Regions from separate parts of the Sus scrofa genome. Here region 2 is linked to region 1. A link is a contact called in public Hi-C data. All regions are on one chromosome and are shown on one strand. The core of a region is the stretch at or near the end of the contact, and the rest is flanking DNA. Distances in the headings are between cores, read along the strand shown.

Evidence for each region. Hi-C and Micro-C count contacts between places; a contact is called where the count stands out from the background.
Region 2: a Hi-C map of liver shows a contact between it and region 1, with 4 times the contacts expected there. The contact joins the enhancer-like site here to the promoter of CCDC71L in region 1. A contact is called at or near these places in 1 of 5 promoter capture datasets (liver), 11 of 47 Hi-C or Micro-C datasets (adipocytes, embryonic fibroblasts, fetal liver and 6 more) and 1 of 2 datasets of contacts at active chromatin or transcription factors (alveolar macrophages).

What each region holds. Positions count from the first base shown.
Region 1 is chr9:106,544,003-106,548,255 of Sscrofa11.1, reverse strand. It overlaps CCDC71L (coiled-coil domain-containing protein 71L), which reads left to right and starts at 2,932. Exons shown (of 1, transcript XM_021063516.1): 1 at 2,932-4,253. The coding sequence starts at 3,203. The coding sequence ends at 3,916. The region is part of intron 2 of LOC102163285 (a long non-coding RNA gene); the gene reads left to right.
Region 2 is chr9:106,622,204-106,626,262 of Sscrofa11.1, reverse strand. LOC102163285 (a long non-coding RNA gene) reads left to right here. Exons shown (of 3, transcript XR_002335907.1): 2 at 1-21. Among named protein-coding and RNA genes, the nearest start is that of CCDC71L, 79 kb to the right of the region's middle. Within about 2 kb of position 1,757, at least 3 of the 83 cell types and tissues checked have an H3K27ac peak or open chromatin away from gene starts, as enhancers often do. A contact at or near this core is called in fetal liver and liver, where this site is marked.

The DNA.
Region 1 (4,253 bases), core at 1,683-4,182:
CCATTTTATAGATGAGGAAATAGGCTCAGAGGGATTGAAAATTATCTAAGGATATTTTGTTACAAAGATTTCTTTGATCTCAAGTCTATTTGATTCCAGGGTGGTTGTTCCCAACCACTTACATATACTTTTTTATTTTCGTGGCCACTTTTCAAGAAGTCAATTATTTTATAGAAGTGGGATCTTAAAGTACAAGTGCTGGATAGCTAAGAGTTATGTATTATTTTTAATTTTGCCTATCACTTTATTCTACTTTGTTTCATTTTTAAACTACATAAATTATAAATTCAGAATATATATATATAGCTAGTTTTTTTTGTTGTTGCTGTTTAGTCTTATTGTCCACCACTATTTATCAGATAGAGATAGCCCCATTCTCCTTGATAGGTAAAGGAATAAATTCAGCATTTTAAACAATGTTTCCTCAAGAACAAAATTTTAACTTACTGGCTTTCCATAAACCTTCTAGTGTCTTAGGAGAGTCCCAGAAACTAGAAGAAATATATTATCTTCATGTATAAATTTTACTCACAGAGAATGGATAAGAATCATTTGTAAGACTGTGTAAGTTAATCAAAAGGTAGCGATGAAGAAGAAATGTAAAAATAAGAAGCAGAAGAATAGAGAAATCAAACAATGCCAGATATTAAATTATATAATAATTTAAGCACTTTGGTGTGATATTAATATCTAATAATATCCCATAAAGATATTGTTTGGTTTTAAGTAAATTAAATGAGCATGTATTATAAAAATGAATTGCCAAATACTCTGCAATTTGTTGAAATCTTATGTCTTCTTAGCATAAAAAGTCTTATAAAAAGATTTATCCTTTTAATTGAAATCAATTCTGTCTGTGTAGATGTCTGGTATATACTGATGTGATGAAAGACCCCAAGTGTTTCCATATTTATGTACTCTAAGTACTTATAATATGATTAACATGGAAGGGAGGAAATAATAATATGAGAACCTTACTTTACCCTTTTATTACAAAGTCCCCTTACCATTCTGCTGGCTTACTCTGTGAGATTTTCTACGTCTATCTTGCAGGGGCATTCCAATGGAAGTTATACAAATTTCATGTTAGTATGTGTTCCCAGAATTACCAAGAGAACGAATTGTGACATAAAGAGTTGTTGTAATATCACTTCTTTATAAGGATTTAGGAAGCTGGTAATTGGCTCCATAATCTTGTTCTGAGATAAGGGTATGCTTTCCTAGGAAAATGATTTTCTCTTCAGAGAATTACCATGATTTTGGTAGGTTGAGAACTGGTCTCTTGGGAGGAAGTTTTGTTTTTGCTGTAGACCCACTGTGTGGAGAGAGTGCTCTGGTGTAGAGAAGCAACTTTTAAAATATATATGTTTTTAATTTTTGAAATGAAAACAAAGTCTGGTTCAAAGAAAACATCATCTGTAAATCCAATATAGGACAGATTAAAAAACTGTTCAATTTGGGGAGGAGTGGAAGCAGATAGAGGGGTACAGCTCTGTCCCTTGATCACCCCACTCTTGCATAAAGCATTTTCTATTGAACCTGTTTGAGCAGCACAATTTGAAAAACCTCCAGTGACATATAAAGATCACTAGATTAGGAATCCAAAGACTTAGTCCTGATCAAGAACTGGTATTACTGAACCTCTGTGTGACCAAATTTCCTCATCTGTGAAATAAGGAGATTGAACTAGGTATCTTTCAGCTCAAATTCAAGGGAACCATTAGCAGCTGTGTGCAAGTCACAAAGCTCTGCTGTTATCAGTTCTCCACTGCAAAATATGATGCTCACTGAAGGGTAAAATTTGCATGCCTACCTCAGAGTTCTAAGCATTAGGAGATTTTTTTTTAACCTTAAAAATTTAATGGAGTTAGGAGAAAATTGCAGTGTAAAATAGAAACTATAAAATTATCCTTGTTCTTAGTGATTTCAATATATCCTTCTTTCTCATATCATTTTAAACTATCAGTGGTATTTCATTGATAAACTCAAGGTGGACTGCCCACTATCTGACAGACACTGAACTAAATATTGAGGATAGAAAAGAGGACTAAAAACTGCCCACTACTCTACAAACATTCGTAATCCCCTCCTCTCAAATACAAAAGTTAATGGCTTCTTAATGTTCCCTTCAACAGAACCTTTTTGATTGTGATGCTGCATTCCTTCTCAATGATAGAGATGGTGCTGCAGAGGGACATATTAAAACTAAATGAAAAGTGAAGTGTACTCATTTAGAAAAAAACTGTATTTAAAAATGGTATTTTCTGTAAGGAGAATGGCTTTGTTGTAAATGATCTTTGATCAACTTGAGCAGAGTGTTTAGTTCTATGGCTATAAGAGGCTTTGTTTTCCTATTAAGTGGAGTATCTCTTAAATGTGAAGATGGTTCCATTGTCTAGAGGGAGACAATGCCACTTACACTGTCCATATTGCCTACTTGATTCTGGATTGCTAGTGTTGCTTGGGTCCAAAGTGGGAAGAGTTGATGAACATGCAAAAGAGCCAAATGAAGGTTTAGAATGGAACTGTGAAAGGCCCATTCCCTCTACACCTAGACCCAAATTCCCTTTCTCTGATAAAAACCACAGCTTTTGGGTAGGTCTCCCTTTGTTATTTCCGACTGGTAGACCCCCCCAGCTCAATCCACAAATGCACACCCACTCACTCTGAGAGTGACTCTCCCCAAGGTGGAGCTGATGTCCACCCTTCACTCTAGTCAAGGGCCCCCACCTCATATAACCACCCAACTGTTGACTCGCGTTCAAGGGCCACCACCATCACCCACTCCAGCACCATCTTCCAGGAACTGGCCTCTCCCCCATTAGTCCCCGCCCCTCTTCTGAGAGCACCCAATGGGTGGAGTCGGGGCTGCAGTGGGAGGAGCCTGAGGCGGGCACATTTAAAGAAAGGCAGAGGGCGAAAGGAGGCAAGAGAGGAGAAGAAAGAGAAACCAGGGGGGCGAGGCGCCGTCCAATGACAAAGCCCAGGGGTGGGCGCCGGCCGCCATCTTGTACCGGGCGGCAGGATCTTCACCCGCGTCCTCCGCCCTCGGAGGGGGAGGGGCGGAGGCGGCGAGAAAAGTAACGAGAGACGCGCCGGCCGGGGAGGCGCCAGCGGCGGCCGCCGCCGCAGAGCCGAACGCGGGCGGGGACGACGGCGGCGGCGCGACCCGGCGAACGCGGGCGGCCGCGAGCGGCCTCCGATGCGGCGCAGCGTGAAGAGGCGGCGGCGCCGGCCCCCGGCAGCCCCGGCCGCGGCCGCCCGGGGCGGCGGCTTTAGGGCGGGAGCAGGGCCCGAGCTGGAGGCGCGGGAGGAGAAGGTGGTATACTCGCGGTCTCAACTGTCGCTGGCCGACAGCACCAAGGCGCTGGGCGACGCCTTCAAGCTGTTCATGCCCCGCAGCACGGAGTTCATGAGCTCGGACGCGGAGCTCTGGAGCTTCCTCTGCAGCCTTAAGCACCAGTTCTCCCCGCATATCCTGCGCAGCAAGGACGTCTACGGCTACTCCTCCTGCCGGGCCCTGGTCCCCGACCCCCCGGGACCCCCCGCTGCCCGCGGCCGGACACGCAGGCCAGCACCGAGTGCGGCGGCCAGGAGGAGGCGCCGCGGAGCCCGGGCGCCCGCCGCCCGCCGGAGGAAGCCCCCGCCACCGCCGCCGCTGTCGCCGCTGCCGGCCCCCGAGGAGAGCTGCCCTGCCAAGCCCGCGGCGCCCGGGCCCTGCTTCGGGGGCCGCACCCTGGAGGAGATCTGGAGGGCGGCCACCCCGACGCTGACCACCTTTCCCACCATTCGCGTCGGCGGCGACGTGTGGGGCGAGCGCAGCCTGGCGGCGGCGCGGCGCCGGGCAAGCCAAGTCCTGCGAGTGAACCTGGAACCCGTGGTGAGGCTCCGCCGCTTCCCCGTGCCCCGGGCGTGAAACGCAGCCCGCGACGGCTTCCCGGCCAGGGACGGGGCTTCCGCCTGGAGGGATGGACAAGTGTCAGTCGAGTGTTTACAGATCCGGCCAGGACCCCGTCCCCTCGTGCACTTTACGGGCAAAGAAGTCACCGGATGCTTTTCCCGGCCTCGCGGCGCCGCCGTCTGGGGCTCAGGGACAGGTGTGCCCTCCGCTGCCTCCTGGCGCCCGGGCTGCGGAGGAGGAGACAGCCGGACCCGCAGGGGAGGGCCCTATGCTTCCTTACCCCGGACTGAGACATCTCCAGGACTGGAGGGGCAGATCCGTTTTCTCCCTTTGGACTCTACCTCACTGGTCT
Region 2 (4,059 bases), core at 508-3,007, 79 kb before region 1:
CTTTGACCCATTTGTACCTGGGTATGTATGTGTAATTTTTAAATGATAGTCCTAGTTTTTCATTTTGAACTACATAATGTCATCAATTCCTACAATATTTGCCTTGAACTATCATAATATTATGGAGAAAAAGAAGATAACTCTGTTGAGTGGCTCCCACGCAATATTAGGTGCTCTTTGTCTAGGTGTTTTCACTTAAAACTCAAAAAAGTCTATGCCACTTGTCCTCCATTCCTGCATTGATGAGAATAGCAAAATGGGTCACAAACTCTGGGGTTAGACAGACCTGGATTTGAGACCTGGCTCTTCTACTTACTAACTGCATAATTTGCAAAAGTTATTTAGCTTCTCTGAACATTGACTTCTGTAGACTATAATGATTATAATTATTCTAACTATAATATGGTTATTGTAAGGTTAAACAAATATAATGCATGTGAAGATATAATTCATGTAAGAGTTCAATAAATGTTAGCTGTTGATATTATTCTCTTCATTTTTTTGGCTTAAGCGCAGGGCCTTACATTGTTTCCAAATACCTTAGATCTCCTTTGTTTGGGTCCTGGTTTCTACATAATGATATATTTTTGAACACAACTTTCTAAGTCAACTATACTCCAATAAAATTTATTTTTTAAGAAAGAGATTTTTGAATTATCTCCTGATATTTTAACTCTACCAGTTTTTTTGTCATGCAAATATTCATAAGCCTGCATTCTTTGGTCTCCAACTACTATATTGAACAGAAGTCAGCAAATCAGGAATTCTTGGCGTTGCTGCTTAAGGTTGAAGCCAAGCCTTTGAATGACATCTTTTGGTGATACTGGTGTCCTAACTGTGAAGTAATCCATTCAGCCATCTTCTTAACCCCTGCCCTGTATTTCTCCAATTTAACAATAAGGCGAGCACACCATGAGAGCTGGCAAATCGTAAGGTAAAACCTGAACATTCTGTGCACCTGCCTTCCTCTGACACTCGGGCAACCCAATCTTAAAAAGGAAATAAGATTAAATTGACATGACTTGTTCTGAGCAAATTCATACTCATTCCTTTCAATGTATTAGTTACAAATCATCTATTCTAGAGCTTTGCTTGGAATCTGCACAAGGCTCACTAATTTGTGTATAAAACTTACCCTTTTGCCCTTTTGGGAGTAGAAACATTTTCTAGCCACTGGGCATCTCTTATAGTCTTCATTCTCCATGGCAGTTGTCTGATCTCACTGGCAAATTCTTTCCATACTTTGGGCTAGACTTTGTTATTAACTGAAGTTTTAATTCCAATTCCACTCATTTGGAATGGATGGGGACTCTTTTACTATCTATTTTTCTTTTGTACATTTTAATTTTCTCTTAGTAAAGTTTGTTCTACAACTGATGTTCATTCTCCATGAGGGAGATTATGCAGAAAATCGATAAAGCAGAAAATTGAATAGTTCTTTAGTTGTGTTACTATCTGTTAAGTTTATGTTGCCTGAGATAGAGCATAGCTATTCCTTCTCTCACCTTTTCCTGGCTACAGAGATTAAAAAGAAAAACAGCTTTCTTGTTGTCTTCAGTGTTTATCTCAGTCCAAGTTTATTTTGACCCTTTACTTTCTCATATTATGTACTCTAAAGAGTTTTTTTCTTTCTTTTATCAAATCCATGACCCTGTTGACCCCTATATATCTCTTTGAACTCATCAGAGAACCCTCTGGGCCATAGGAACTTGAAGTCTTGTGATTCCAGATCCAATGCTTTTTTTCAGTTCCTCTATGAGAGCTGTCTGTTCAAAGGCCACCTCTCTACTATGTGTTGTTTATTTTTCCAGTTCAAGCTCAGAACATCATTTACAGTCAGTTATGAGAGACCATGGATCCTTATTAGATTTTCTTTCTAGGCAGCATATTTCTCTTCAACAGTATCCATTTTGAATAATGCTAAAGGAATGCCAGTGTAATAAGTTTTAACAATTTTTATTAAAGTATAGTCATTTTACAGTGTTGTGCCCATTTCTGCTGTACAGCAAAGTGACCTAGTCATACATATATATATATATATATATATATATATATATATATATACACATATTCTTTTTTTTTAAAGAAGTCCCATTTTTAAAGTCTACATTCCTCTTGTAAATATAGTCCTTCGGGCACTGTTTTACTTATCTTTTCTGAAGCCCCCTTTCTCAGACCATTACCTTTTTCACTATAGTGAAAAATCAAGGCCATTTTCTTCCAATGCTTCCTTGTTTCTACATTTGATGCCTCATTCTTTCTTGTTGCTCAAATTGGAATTCAGAAGTTTTTCGTTTTCCTTTTTTTTTTTTTTTTTTCTGGCTGTGCCCACAGCCTATGAAAGTTCCTGGGCCAGGGACTGACCCTGTGCCACAGCAGCAACCCGAGTCGCTGCAGTGACAACAGCAGATCCTTAATGCCCTGTGCCACAGGATAACTCCCCAGAAGAGATATCTTAAAAGCATTCTTCCTTTCCTTTATAGGGAAGTATTGTCAGCCATACAAGCCAAGAACAAGTCATCTATGCTGCTGTGTACTGGCTTGACTGTGTCTCCCCAAATTTATGATTTCCTGGAACCTGAGGATGTGACTTTATTTAGAAATGGGACCTTTGCAGATATAACCGAGTTCAGATGAAGTCATAATGGATTAGGGTGGGGTGAGGCTGAATTCAATATGGTTGGTGTCCCTTTACGAAGAGGGAAATTTAGACACAGGCAGAACACCATGTGGAGATGGAGACAGAGATGGGAGTAATGTGTTTAAAGCCAAAGAATGCCAGGGATTGCCAGCAAACATGGAATCTGGGAAGAGACTAGGATTCTTCCCTAGAGGCTTCAGAGGGAGCATGGCTACGCTGGCACCTTGATGTCAGACTTCTCGCTGCCAAACCGCAAGACAATCAGTTTCTCTTGCTTTCAGCCACCCAGGTTGTGATAATGTCTGATGGGGATGGTAGGAAGTTAATGATGCTGTTTACAGAATAGGATCCAACAGAGTCCAGATGGCCAGTGCTTTAGTCATTTTGCTGTGGGTACTAGAAGCCAGCATGGTGAGGTAGTGAGAACATAGACTTTAGAGTCAGAAGACGCCTGTTCAAGCCTTGGGTCTCACCGCACAGGCATTGTGTGATTTGAAAATGGTCAGTCAATCACACAGAATTTCTGAAGAATGGTGATAACACATGCCCCATCTGATAGGATTCCTGTGAGGGTATAAGAAGTGAAAGAAAATGTGAGAAAACACATTTTCAATTATAAAGTTCCGACAAATGCTAGTCAGCCTTTTTAAACCGAATTTCTTTCATTTGCCTGGGTATCTACATTATGGTCCCTTAAAGATGATATTTTTATTTCAGGGTTTATTCTCTCTCTCTCTTTTTGGCTGCACCCACAGCATATGGAAGTTCTTAGGTGAGGGATCAAATCCCAGCTGCAGCTGTGACCTGCGCCATGGTTGTGGCAACGCTGGATCCTTAACCTGCTGTGCCAGGCCAAGGATGACAGCCTCACAGCTGTGGAGACAACTTTGGATCCTTAATCCGCTGCACTACAGCGGTAACTCTAGGATTTATTCTCTCTTAAGTGCTTCTCCTCTCAGATTTTGAACTTCCACAGGAATGTATGCATTCTCTTTTAAATGTAACGCTTGCCTGGAATAGAACACTGTATTACTATCTTATCCCTTCAATGAAGCATTTTCCCTTTGAACAAGCCATTTTTCTTCATTGTATTCCAGGCCTGTATCTCATCAAGAAGTCTTGATTCTGAAACAGCATTTATCATTGCCTATCTAAAAATCTTCAGTGCACTGACACATTTGAGTTCTTGAGTTTCTCCCTGACCTACTTCTGTGACATCTTCTGAGAACTTTAAGATTTCTCTTCCATGGGACTTCTGGTTTTAAGTGGTTTCTGTCTCATTTTTTTTTTTTTTCTCTGAGATTTGATCTCCTTCTCACTTTTGTGCTGGGTTAGTCTCCTCCTACCCCCACTTCCCCAGTGTATTTGAAAATAGCTTTCTTCAGATGCTCTTGTGGTTGATGTTCCATTATTCTGCT